Regions from separate parts of the Mus musculus genome. Here regions 1 and 3 are each linked to region 2. Evidence: chromatin contacts called from public ChIA-PET data. All regions are on one chromosome and are shown on one strand. The core of a region is the stretch at or near the end of the contact, and the rest is flanking DNA. Distances in the headings are between cores, read along the strand shown. Region 1 overlaps Slco3a1 (solute carrier organic anion transporter family, member 3a1). Region 2 has its middle 68 kb from the start of Gm30459. Region 3 overlaps Slco3a1 (solute carrier organic anion transporter family, member 3a1).

Region 1 (4,257 bases), core at 1,367-3,866, 360 kb before region 2:
CCAGAAGAGGGCATCAGATCTTGTTACAGATGGTTGTGAGCCACCATGTGGTTGCTGGGATTTGAACTCCGGACCTTCGGAAGAGCAGTCGGGTGCTCCTACCCACTGAGCCATCTCACCAGCCCGGCATTTTCTTAAGTAGTGATGGATGGGAGGTGCCATCCCTGGGCTAGTGGTCCTGTGTTATACAAGAAAGCAGGTTGAGTGAGCCATGGGGGCACAAGCCAGTAAGCAGCGCCCCACCATGGCCTCTGCATCTGTTCCTGCCTCCAGGTTCCTGCCCTGGAATTTCTGTCCTGTTTTCCTTCAATCGATGAACAGTGATATGGAACTATAAACTAAATTAAACCTTATCCTCCTCAACTTGCTCTTGGTCATGGGGTTCCATCACAGCAATAATAACCCTAATTAAGACAGCACGCTTGTCATCATAGCACCTGGAAGGTAGCAACAAACAGTGCTCTCCCTGTGTCTGGCTGGTTAGATAAATAAATAAATCTACCAGTCCCAGGCTAGAGAAGGGCCCATCTGGAAAACCCAAACAATACAGAAGACAAACAACAACACAAACCACAGATGGCTCTACAGGAATGACACACGAGGGTGAACTCTGGCTTTTACATTTATGTGCACGGATGTGCATGCCTATCTGCATACACCTATGAACTTGCCTCTTCCCCCTAAACTCTGAGAAGATCACAAACAGGCTTCTACTTGTTTGGATAGCCACTGCTTTCCCTTCATGGTATTGTTGATCAGTTTCATGGATCCTCCTCTGCAAAATGCTACTACCTTTTCGTTATTCCCTTTGCTTATTCATTCAACAGACATTCTGACATGTTAACCATGCCTGGCCTCATGCTGGGTGCCCTCTCATGTTTGTCTCACTGGCCTTGCTAAAACAGCCAGAGGAGAGCAGCACATTAAGGGACATGTCCCCCCCTCACTGCTGGTCCCAGCAGGTATGATAAAAAACAAACAAACAAACAAACAAACAAACAAAAAACCACCACCATCAACAACAAAATTCTGAACCCATGGACCAGCCTGGTCCCTGAGGAGTCATAACCGAACTCCTGTGACACAGCAGGGTGTGGGCACAGCCTGGCTCAAGATGTTTGGGAAGGTAGACTGCTTCTTTCACTATGGAAGCAAAATGCAGATTTTTCAACATATCTACAGGAGGAGAGAAGTCAGCTCTAGAGACAAATTGTATAATAGATAGCATCAAGCAGGCAGCATGAGCCTGCTTAGACTACCAGGTTCCTCGTGAACACACTCGAATGAGAGGTGCAGGCTCCTCAATAAGAAAAATGTTGCTGAATCCAACCACTGAGCTGAAAAGGAATGGAAGAAGTCAGGACTGGAGCGAGGTCCAGCAGACCCTTCCTGACACAGGTGGGTCACTTGTGGGTTGTGGTAGCACATAGACATGTGTAGCTCTTCCCACATGCTCACAGCGGGGCCATGCAGAAGCCAGAGCTGGGTGGGTTGGAGCAGGTCTGGCCAGGGTGTTTCAGGAGAACGAAGTCGAGCTGGGCCTGGTAATGTCCCTTCCATGATCCCCTAACTCCTCCTCTTACCACAGAATGGAGTACTAGGTGGCAAACAAAATGCAAATGTCTCTGCCTTCACAGAGGTATAGGGGAAGGGATACTTCACCTAGCAGAAAGTAAAATGAGGCCATGAAAGAAGAAGTCAGGAAGCTGTACTTCAGAAAAAAGGAAGCTGATGTCCAAGACCGGAAGTGAACTTCAGCAAAGAGCACAGGAAGGAAAAAGCGGGCAGAAAACTAGGCGGTGTTTGTAAGGAGAGCGGGGTGGTGGTGGGGACATGGCAGAATGAGGTAGGTGTGGAACGAAGTCAGAGGAGCCACAGCAGGGCTTTGCCACTGTCCCTTTAAGTGGCAGGTGGCAGCATGATCAGATGTTGTATCACTTACTTTTCTGGTTGCTGTGACAAAACAAGTGACTGAAGTGCCTCGAAGGAAGAAGGGTTTCTGCTGTCTCTCCATTGGAGGGTACCTTGGCAGCCTTGGGAAGCAACTGCAGTGGGCATGAGAGGCGACCAGTTGGGCGCATTGTTTCCACAGTGAGGAAGCAGAGAGGATAAGTCTTTTGATTTAGTCTGGGGCTGAGCTCCTGGGATGGAACTGACTACATTCAGGGTGGGTCTTCCTTTTTGGAACATCCTCTGCTCACCAGAGACCTGTTTCAGTGATGATTCTAAGCTCCACCCAGCTGCTAATGACAGGTGTAGGTCAGGGGCCCTGGGCAGATCACACTGATGGAGGCAGGGCTGGGCTGGGCTGGGCTGGGCTGGGCTGGGCCAGGGTGTGGTAGTTAAGGCAGAGCTTGCTCCTCTCACAGTGAGGCTCCACTAGAGGAAGTCCACAGGGCTTCAGAAGTCTTTTCAAGGATATTGAGAGGCCACTTGTCTGTCAGGGTGAAGGGCTGAGACAAGAGTGCTCAGCTTCTCTGCCCCTCTCCAAGATCAAAGTCAGGAACTTGCCCTGAGGATTCTGAGCCTGGAAACAGGCAGCTACAGGATCCCCACTAGTCAGAACCCGCCAGTGCTAACTGGGAGCAGAAGCTTCCTCCCCTTGCAGCTGCAGACCCTTTGATGACACACTGTTTTAGGGGACATCTGTGCTGCCTCAGGAGGTGGTTTTAGTACGCTGCATGGAAAGGTCACTTAGCACCTGGTGACAGTACTTGTTTTTTAGCAGAGCTTATTCAGCCAGAAGGACAGCCCCACGCCAAGCTTAAGGAGACAGGCACTGTTTTTCTTCACGGTGATTCAAATGTCTTTTCTTTCCATCTCTAAGTTTGATTTCCATATCTGTAAAACAGTACTAATGGCTTACAGAGCTAGAGAGATTCCCTGAGATATAGATAAGAACAAACATTTTTTTGTTGCTGTTTTTGATGGTGGTGATGCGTGCATGCCTGTGTGTGTTTGTGTGTGTGTGTATGTGTGTGTGTGTTTGTGTGTATGTGTTGGTGGTGATGTGTGTGTCTGTGCATGTGTGTGTGTGTGTGTGTGTGCGCATGTGCGCGCGCGTGTGTGTGTGTGTGCACGTGTGCGCATGTGTGTGTGTATGTGTGTGTTGTATACCTTTGTAGAGGCCAGAAGGTGATGTTGAGTATCTTCCTCTACTATTTTCTGCCTTATCTTTTGAGATAGTCTTTCAGTGCATCTGGGACTTGCTGATTCACAGCTAGATTGACTGTGGCTCTTCCTGCCTTGGTTTCCTGATTACGGGTGTATGTGACTGTGCCTGGCTTTTTATGTGGATGCTAGAGATCTGAACTCAGGCCCTAAGACTTGTGCAACAAGTCCATTCACTGGGTCATGCTCCCAGGCCCTGCTTGTGTGTGTGTGTGTGTGTGTGTGTGTGTGTGCACACGCATGTGTACTTATTGGTTACTTCGTTCATTAAATTGGCCACCACTTCTGTGTCAGGCACTGCCATGCCCTGCAAATGAACAGATGAATGAGAGCTTTGCTCTGGAGTAGATGGAGACTGCCATCCTGGCTGTATAAGACTACAATGGTAATGTAGTAGTAGGGACTTTGCAGAGGCCAAGTGGATGTGGATGATAGATATCCAAGCACAATATAGCTGACAGCCCAAAAGTGAACCAAAGGAGAAAGGATATCCCAGACAGAAAAAGAGCCAAGAGGGAGAATTACCGATGCATTACATAAACCGCATAGAGCCAGAAGATGAAGGGGGACAGATCACTTCACTGGGGACCCAGATCCTGTCCATTGAGGCTTCCCAGGTGATCAAGAAGACAACTTACAATGAAATACAAAACTATTGAAGTGACATTGAAAGCAGTAACAGAAACCACTACACATGTCTCTATAAAAGCATGCCTATGCATATCACACATGGTGGGTGTGAGATTTAACATGCAAATGGTAATGACATTGAGTGTTTATTTTATAAATATGACTGATTTGTATTTAGATTTAATTAAAAATTTACATTTATTCATTTGTGTGTGTGTGTGTGTGTGTGTGTGTGTGTGTACACATGCACATATCCATAAGTTCAGAGAAAAAAGTTGTTAGACACAGTTTTATTTTGTTTTTTGTCTATCCATGAGTTCTGGGGATCACACTCAAGCAGTCAGGCTCAGCAGCAGCATCTTTATCCAATGAGCTACCTTGTTGGCTCTAGATTATTTACTGCTGTCTCATTGAGCTATTCTTCCCTCTAGATAGCTTTTCATAAATTCTTCCCAC
Region 2 (3,960 bases), core at 868-3,367:
TCAGCATGCAAAGCTGTCAATACCAAATGAAGTGAGGAGCCAGGGCAAGTGGCAAAATCTAGTGTCTGGCTATTGCTATTTGCTTCTGATTCTCCAATCAGGATAAACAGGCACCCTTATCATAGGGAAGCACAGAGTGCCACAGAGGTCAGGGAAAGGTGTGCCCTACTCAGCATGGGCACAGCAGACTTTCCTAAGAGGAATTAGATGAACTGGTGTTTGGAGATGAGTAGGACTCACCATCTGGACCTTTGTTGGGTCTTAATTAGGATTTTATTGCTGGGAGGAGACACCATGGCCATGGGCATTCTTATAGAAGACAGTTAACTAATGCTGACTTAGGCAGTTCAGAGGTTTAGTCCATAGTCACCATGGCGGAAAACATAACAGCATGCAGGCAGATGTGATGCTAGAGAAGGAGCCTCGAGCTCTGCATATGAATCATCAGGCAGCAGAAAGAGAAACCCTGGGTTTGGATTCAAAGGCAACCTCTAGTAACAGACTTGCTCTAACAAGGCCACACCTTCTAATACAGCTACTCCCTATAAGCCTATGGTGCTCCTTTTTATTGGAACAACCACATTGGGGGACAATTTAAGAATGGCCACTATTTATACGCACTTTTCGAAACCTATTACTGACAGGCTTTTAAGTATTTGAAATGGCAGAAAAGTAACAACAAGCCCTCTTGCCGAAGCCCTCATTCACTCTGTGACTCTCAAGGCTGTGAACAATGTTTAGGATGATTTAGCACCAACATGCACTTCCATAGTTCACTGTGAGCGTCTGTTCCTTTGCCTTGCAGTCGCCACTTGCCAGTCTGAGAGCTCTGTGAAAACAGGAAGAAATAACAGGTCATAAAACCACAATTGGAAATTATGACAATTATGACAATCCTGACCAGTCTTTTACCTCTTGGGACAAGGTATAGAACAGTTGTTCCCACCTGGCTGACCGTCAGTTATATTTTCTCTCCTCTACAAAGTTGGTTCCTTTTGACTTTTATACTTTCTCCCATCTCTTCAGCTGCTCTCCAGACTCGACACAGTCACTCTTGCTAGGATCTGCTCTCACCGATACAGGCTGCAGTATGAGCTGTGACCTCTGATATGACAAGAGCAATCTCATGCACGTAAACCTGTGAATTCTTTTGGAACTTTGTGCCCCTCTTTCACATCCAACTTCCCTTTAGCAGTACAACTTGGATAAGCTATTTAAACACAGTACTTCTGTTATAGTGTAATATTGGAATACCAGCTATGCTCCTATCATTGGGTTTTTCTGGGAAGCTTCCATATTAATACATATAAAGAAACTAGAAAAGGGTCTACTGTATACTTCGAAGGCTCCAAAAATAGTGGAAGCTACCATAGCAACCATCCTAATCACCATCGTTTTTTTCTTCTAGTTTACTCTGTGACTTGACATTACTGGCCAGGAGCAATGAAATAACACAGAGCAAAGCAATGAACAACTGGAACAAAGGTTGAGAAAAATATAGACTGGGTGAACCTGAAATATAGTCAGTCCAGGAAGATAAAGAGCTAATTAACTCCAGAGAATGGGCTGCATACAACACCTACCAAAGCACCAATTGTGTTCTTAAATGGTGCCTTGTCTTAGCACGTTTGCCCTTTGCAAGATGCATTGTATGCGTACACTTTCTTAGAGACCAAATTTTCTGTTCCTATAAAACGTGATGGCAGCAGTCATGGCCCTAACTCAGACAGAAACAATCAGTGTGGACCCTCTTCTTAAATCGGAGCTGTGCGGCCAACAGTGATTAGAAAAAGAGCACAGACACTGTCAGAATAATGAATTTAAGCAAAAGGGAAACCTCAAGATGAGGAAGATTATCGAGGTGCAGAGGCTGAGCTGTGTGAAAAAATGAAAGAGAAAGAAAGAGAGGAAGGGGGAGGGGGAGGGGGAGAGGGAAAGGGACAAGGGACAGGGAGGGGAAGGAGATCTCATTCACTGATAATGGGAGAAATAACTTGCTGATGTCTAATGTGGTGTGGGGAGCAGACAGAAACAATGGATGTTTAGGTGAGAGCTGAACATTTCAAGGTCATTTGTGGGTCTATGACAGAAGGAGACCATGACTCTCTTCAAGCTCAAACAGGAAGAAAAAGAAACCAAGCTACAGATCAGGCAGAGAGATTAATATAGAGAATCAAATGGCAGTGTTAGAGCCAAATGGAGGGTTGAAAATGAACAGTGTGATGGAAAATTATGCTAGGAAGCCACTCCTCAATCCTAAGCTTAGGTGCTTTGGGGATCAAGGTGGATGAAGAAAGAAATGGTGAGGGCTGCAGAGACAGCTCAGCAGTTAAGAGCATCTACTGCTCTTATAGTGGACCCAGGTTCAGTTCCAGGACCCACATCATGTAACTGCGTGATAACTAGAGTTTCAGAGGATCTAATGCTCTCTTCTAGACTCAGGGCACTTACATATATAGGGCAAGTATGCATACATACACACACACACACACACACACACACACACACACACACTCATGCACACACACACACACACACACATATAAATATACATACTCAGGCACACACATATTAATAAAATAAATAAATATATTTTTTAACTTTTTGTTCTTTTTTATTATTTTCTTTTATTACATTTCAAATGTTATCCCCTTTCCTAGTTTCCCCTCCGAATATTTCCTATCCCCTCCCCCGTCCCCCTGCTCACCAACCCACCCACTTTTGCTTCCTGGCCCTGGCATTCCCCTATATTAGGGCATAGAACTTTCACAGGACCAAGGGCCTCCCCTCCCATTGGTGAATGACTAGGCCATCTTCTGCTACTTATGCAGCTGGAGCCCTGAGTCCCACCATGTGATTTCTTTGATTGGTGGTTTAGTCTCAGGGAGTTCTGGGGGTACTGGTTAGTTCATATTGTTGTTTCTCCTTTGGGGCTGCAAACCCCTTCAGCTCCTTGGGTTCTTTCTCTAGCACCTTCACTGGGGACCCTGTGCTCTGTCCAGTGGATAACTGTGTATTTGCCAGGCACTGGCAGAGCCTCTCAGGAGACAGCTACATCAGGCTCCTTTCAGCAAGCTCTTGTTGGCATCTGCAATAGTGTCTGAGTTTGGTGATTGTTTATAGGATGGATCCCCAGGTGGGGCAGTCTCTGGATGGTCATGCCTTCAGTCTCTGCTCCAAACTTTATCTCTGTAACTCCTTACATGGGTATTTTGTTCCCCCTTCTAAGAAGGATCGAAGTATCCACAGTTTGGACTTCCTTCTTCTTGAGTTTCATGTGTTTTGCAAATTGTATCTTGGGTATCCACTTATCAGTGAGTGCATATCATGTGTGTTCTTTTGTGATTGGGTTACCTCACTTAGGATGATATCCTCTAGATCCATCCCATTTGTCTAAGAATTTCATAAATTAATTGGTTTTAATAGCTGCATAGTACTCCATTGTGTAAATGTACCATATTTTCTGTATCCATTCCTCTGTTGAGGGACATCTGGGTTCTTTCCAGCTTCTGGCTATTATAAATAAGACTGCTATGAACATAGTGGAGCATGTGTCCTTCTTAACAGTTGGATCATCTTCTGGGTATATGCCCAGGAGTGATATTGCTGGATCTTCTGGTAGTACTATGTCCAATTTTCTGAGGCACTGCCAAATTGATTTCCAGAGTGGTTGTACCAGGCACATACATATTTATAAAATAAATAAATATATCTTTAAAGAACAAAAAAGTGACTTATTCACTGCCAACTATCTTCACTGCATGTCCTTTTGCTGCTCCATTGCCTGGTCCTATGCTGATTTCAATGGAAGAAGTCACTGTGGTCATCAGTGACAATGACTCTGCCATGTGCAAAGCTGATTTTGCTGAAAAACATGCCTGCAGAGCCATGTTTTCCTTCATTGACTAGTACCCATGACACTAGGGTGTCATGGTAGCCAGTAGACAGAAGGACTCCTAT
Region 3 (3,989 bases), core at 746-3,245, 270 kb before region 2:
TCTCCCTCCTAGCGGGGTTTCAACAAAGTGAAACTTTTTGACTGTGACTGACTTTTTTCTATATAATTGAAAAAAAAAGGATCATTTATAATAATCTTAATAATGTCCATCCTAGGCAGAGGAGTGTAACCCAGCACAGGGCTTAGCTGGACATGCCTCTGTCATGAACAGTTCCCTATGAAATGATCCCATCATCAAATCAGAATACAGAGACACAGCACAGCATTTGGCTTCCCATCACATCAGGGTCTCTGTCCTCAAAGGCCACAAGGTCTGAGGCCCGGTCACTACAACAGTTAACTCAGTGACTGGCCCAAAGTACAAGGCCATGTTCAGTGTAGAACTATGAGAGAAAAAGGAACACATTTTTCAACAGGAGTTTTTGCCACTTGACTCAGTACCATCTACAGGATCTATGAGCTTGCACATTACTATGTGTGAAATGGGAATGCCAACACCAGCCGCTCAGAACATGGATACATTCAAGGAATCAAAGTGTAAAATTCATTCCCATCTATGTTAAGAACAGCCGTGCCTTGCCCCATTGCAGTGGTTACTCTATCATCTGGCTTCAAAGTCTGCAATATAATGTCTCATCCACCTATCCACAACCTCCCTTTCTTCCTCCAGTCAAGCTAAGGCTTAAATTCCTCTTTCTCATGAAGCCACATTCCCAGGTCTTCCAGGTCACTATTTCTTGGAGGATCAGGGGAGCTAGGGTCTCCAGTGGAAGGTTTATAGCAGCTTTGAAGGATAAACTGCAACTGCACTTGAACTTTTACACTGGATAGGTGATACTTTCTTCCTCATAAACTACAGAAAAGTTGTTTGGCCACTTCTCTGTAACAAGTTAGCACTCTCTCTAGCACCCTGTGAGTATACTGAGACTGGAATGCAACCTTCAAGTACCCCCTAAGCCTGAGAGAAGCAGTCAAAGAACAGAAAGAATACTAGCTAGATAAGGCATTTCACTGCATCAACATGCTCTCCATGGGTAACCAATTCTGGTACCACTGTTCAGAGCTCATGCCTACTCTACGTATAGATTTTGTTAGTGTTTTATATCAAGTCACAGCCAGAATGACACAGACAGTCCTTTGGTTTTAAAGTGATAATATTCCCAGACTAGAACATCAGGGACAGGAAATAATCTTAGAGATCTACACTTCCTCTGCGCATGCTTCATTGCAAGGACACCAATAGGCAAAAAGTGCAAACCCTGTTCTTTTCTGGTACCCAAACTGATATCTTTGGGTAAGATACCTAGTTAAGGTAGAACTGTTCCAATCTCAAAGGTGTGAACCCAAAAGGAAGGCACAGCAATCATGTGTGCGAGGCAGTAAGAACAAACACTGGTCCTTGGTACACAGCGTACCTGCCATAAATGACACTTGCTAATAAAGGACACCTATCTTGAGCAATGAGGTGTTACTGGCATTCCTGGCCCACTTATTCAGGGATTTGTCTTCTGCCTTTCTCCTCTTCCTTCAGTCTCTGTACTGTCTCCCTCCACTCCATCCCAAGGTTACAATCCATACCCAAATCATGATGAGTCCTTGAACCTTACCTCAGTTCTGACAGGCTTCCCCTTTGAACTTGGGGAACGCTGGAAGGCTAAGCTGTTCTAGGTTACACTAACTGAGACATTTCATGACATTCCCAGATGTTGCTTGTAACAGATCCTGGTCGCATCAGCATCTACAGGTGATGACCAACCCTCTGAGCAGCAATCAGGCCCTGATCTCAGCCAGCCCATCTAGCAACACTGCAGGAGCTCAGCACACTGCTGAGAGCAAAGCCAGTCTCCTGTATTACACAGCTGACATCCCCATGGTAAAAGGAGAAAGACAGTAAACAGATGACCAAGTTGACACCCCACACAGCTAAAATTCAAGGGGTTAATAAAAAGCAGGGAAGAAGTTAGCCACTAACTGTTGCTGAAGGGTTGGGAGGAGAGCAGTTAATTTACACGGTGGCACAGGAAATCCTGTCTGATACCATGGCAAGTGACAGACACCAGACATAAGTGAGGAAATGAACCACTTGAACATCAGAGCAAGGTGTCCCTGGCAGAAAGGGAAGAAAATATAATGTTATCAGGCAGTACCATTTCTGGAACATTCTAGAAGAACAGGAAGCATAATGATGCTTTATCACAGTGGAAGCCTTAGAGAGTGGCAGGTAACCTTGCTCAAGAGAGGCCTCAATTGTATATTGATAAGAACTTTGGCATTTAGGGATGAAGCAGTGAACTTTCCATCATTAAAACAAAATATCTGATGAAAGCCACTCTGGTGCACAGAGGAGTTCACTTATCTCAGAGTTCTGGAAGTTTCAAGGTCAATATGAGATCTCAAAGGGTTGTTCTTAGAGGAAGGTGACAGATGGTGGCACATCATAGGGCGAAAATGTTGTAATTCAGGGTTCACATGTTGAACTGGAGCAGAGAGAGGACAATGGGTATAGACCCATAATCCCTTCTGGGGTGGGTATATCCCTAGTGACATCAGGACTTCCCATAAGGCCCTACTTGACAGAGCATCTCTTGATACCTCTAGCCAGGAGACTAAGATTTTAACACATGTACCTTGTAGTACGGACAAAAATCCCAAATCAAACCATACCTAAACCAGTGTTGTATTGGGCTCACTCTAGCTTCTATGTTACAGGCAGACAGCTCAAAGTTGGCTGCTGTGGCATCACAGAAAGGCAGAAGAGTGGCTTGGAGTTGCTGCTTGACAATGAAAATGTTGGGGGGGGGCACTCTAGATACACTGGCAACCGCCATGTTGACTATCTGAAAACAATGGATGACAAAAGCTTGAGAGGCTCCAGGGACTGTCCAGGGGCTCCCATCCCCTCATTTACAACTGCGCATGGGACTTAACTCAACAAAGCTATTATTGTTTCAAGAGATTAAAAAAAAAAAAAGAACCCTCCTCTGTGGGAAAAAAATGAAACATTGTATAACTGCTAACAACAAAGTTAAGGGAGAGACAAATTAAATAAAATTTGTTTTGTAGCCAAGAATGGTTGATGTATTCTAACTAGAAGCGAAGGCCTAGATCAAATTCTAGTCATGGTAGATGTTCACTCATTACAAAAAAGATGCATAAAGATTTATGATGGTGGACCAATAGCAATCAGTAAGCGGCTGATGGATGGTTCCCAATATGCAGGAGCTATTAGTAAGTGTCCTGGGGAAGATCGAAAAGGGATGAGAACACTGGGTTGACTGCTGCTAAACTGGCTTTTTTTGGTACAGACATTCCTCAAGCCTTTCCTATGGTAATTGGCATCAGCCCTCTCCAGAGGGACCTTTATGGAGGCCATATATCTCCCGGTTGATGTTTTAATGCAGTCCCTTCCGACAATAATGATGCCAGGAACACGATGGGGAAATACTGAGTAGATTTACAAATATCATTTGAGCATTGATCCTGAGGGCCTGCAGGATCAAAATTCACCAAAAACGTTTCTGAGATCCTGGGCTGGGTGCTAGGGATGTACAAAGAAAGGGACACTAAAGTATCCCATGGTAGTTTGTTCTGCAGGGGGACAAACACCTGCTCTTGTTTACTGTCTGCTCAATTCCAGGCCTATAGGATGCAGCTAGAGTCAAAAGCAGAGGGCTGGCAGCAGGTGCTTCTCTCCATCCCGCCGACTGTCCATGAGCAGCAGGATAGGGAAGGGACTTGTATGGGATGCTCACCTTTATAAAGCATGTTCTTTAATTACTGTTACTTGTAACGTGGGGCATTGAGAATGTATAATTTGTGATTCATGCTTTGTACTGTCCCTTTGACATAGACTGCATTCTCTGTGGTCTTCACCACAATGCCTCAGCTACAGTCGACAATGCTGATGGAGTTGGTAGTTGGGGAGAAGCCTTATTATAGGGTGCCTTCTCATTCAAGCCCTTAAAAGAGGTGAGCACTGCTATTTAAATGGTGGGGAAGTGAGACTTTTAGCTATCTGGACATCTGCTG

The links. ChIA-PET counts read pairs in DNA pulled down with a chosen protein or histone mark.
Region 1: an RNA polymerase II ChIA-PET map of memory CD8 T cells shows a contact between it and region 2, with 38 read pairs. The contact joins two enhancer-like sites. A contact is called at or near these places in 2 of 115 datasets of contacts at active chromatin or transcription factors (double positive thymocytes and memory CD8 T cells).
Region 3: an RNA polymerase II ChIA-PET map of memory CD8 T cells shows a contact between it and region 2, with 102 read pairs. The contact joins two enhancer-like sites. A contact is called at or near these places in 18 of 484 Hi-C or Micro-C datasets (the C2C12 cell line, CD4 T cells, CD8 T cells and 13 more) and 3 of 115 datasets of contacts at active chromatin or transcription factors (CD8 T cells, double positive thymocytes and memory CD8 T cells).

The regions. Positions count from the first base shown.
Region 1 is chr7:74,338,990-74,343,246 of GRCm38.p6, forward strand. The region is part of intron 4 of Slco3a1 (solute carrier organic anion transporter family, member 3a1); the gene reads right to left. Among named protein-coding and RNA genes, the nearest start is that of Slco3a1, 210 kb to the right of the region's middle. Within about 2 kb of position 2,617, at least 54 of the 459 cell types and tissues checked have an H3K27ac peak or open chromatin away from gene starts, as enhancers often do. A contact at or near this core is called in double positive thymocytes and memory CD8 T cells, where this site is marked.
Region 2 is chr7:74,696,049-74,700,008 of GRCm38.p6, forward strand. It overlaps the pseudogene Gm7726. Among named protein-coding and RNA genes, the nearest start is that of Gm30459, 68 kb to the right of the region's middle. Within about 2 kb of position 2,118, at least 26 of the 459 cell types and tissues checked have an H3K27ac peak or open chromatin away from gene starts, as enhancers often do. A contact at or near this core is called in CD8 T cells, LSK cells, Th1 cells and 3 more, where this site is marked.
Region 3 is chr7:74,425,251-74,429,239 of GRCm38.p6, forward strand. The region is part of intron 2 of Slco3a1 (solute carrier organic anion transporter family, member 3a1); the gene reads right to left. Among named protein-coding and RNA genes, the nearest start is that of Slco3a1, 130 kb to the right of the region's middle. Within about 2 kb of position 1,996, at least 23 of the 459 cell types and tissues checked have an H3K27ac peak or open chromatin away from gene starts, as enhancers often do. A contact at or near this core is called in CD8 T cells, LSK cells, Th1 cells and 2 more, where this site is marked.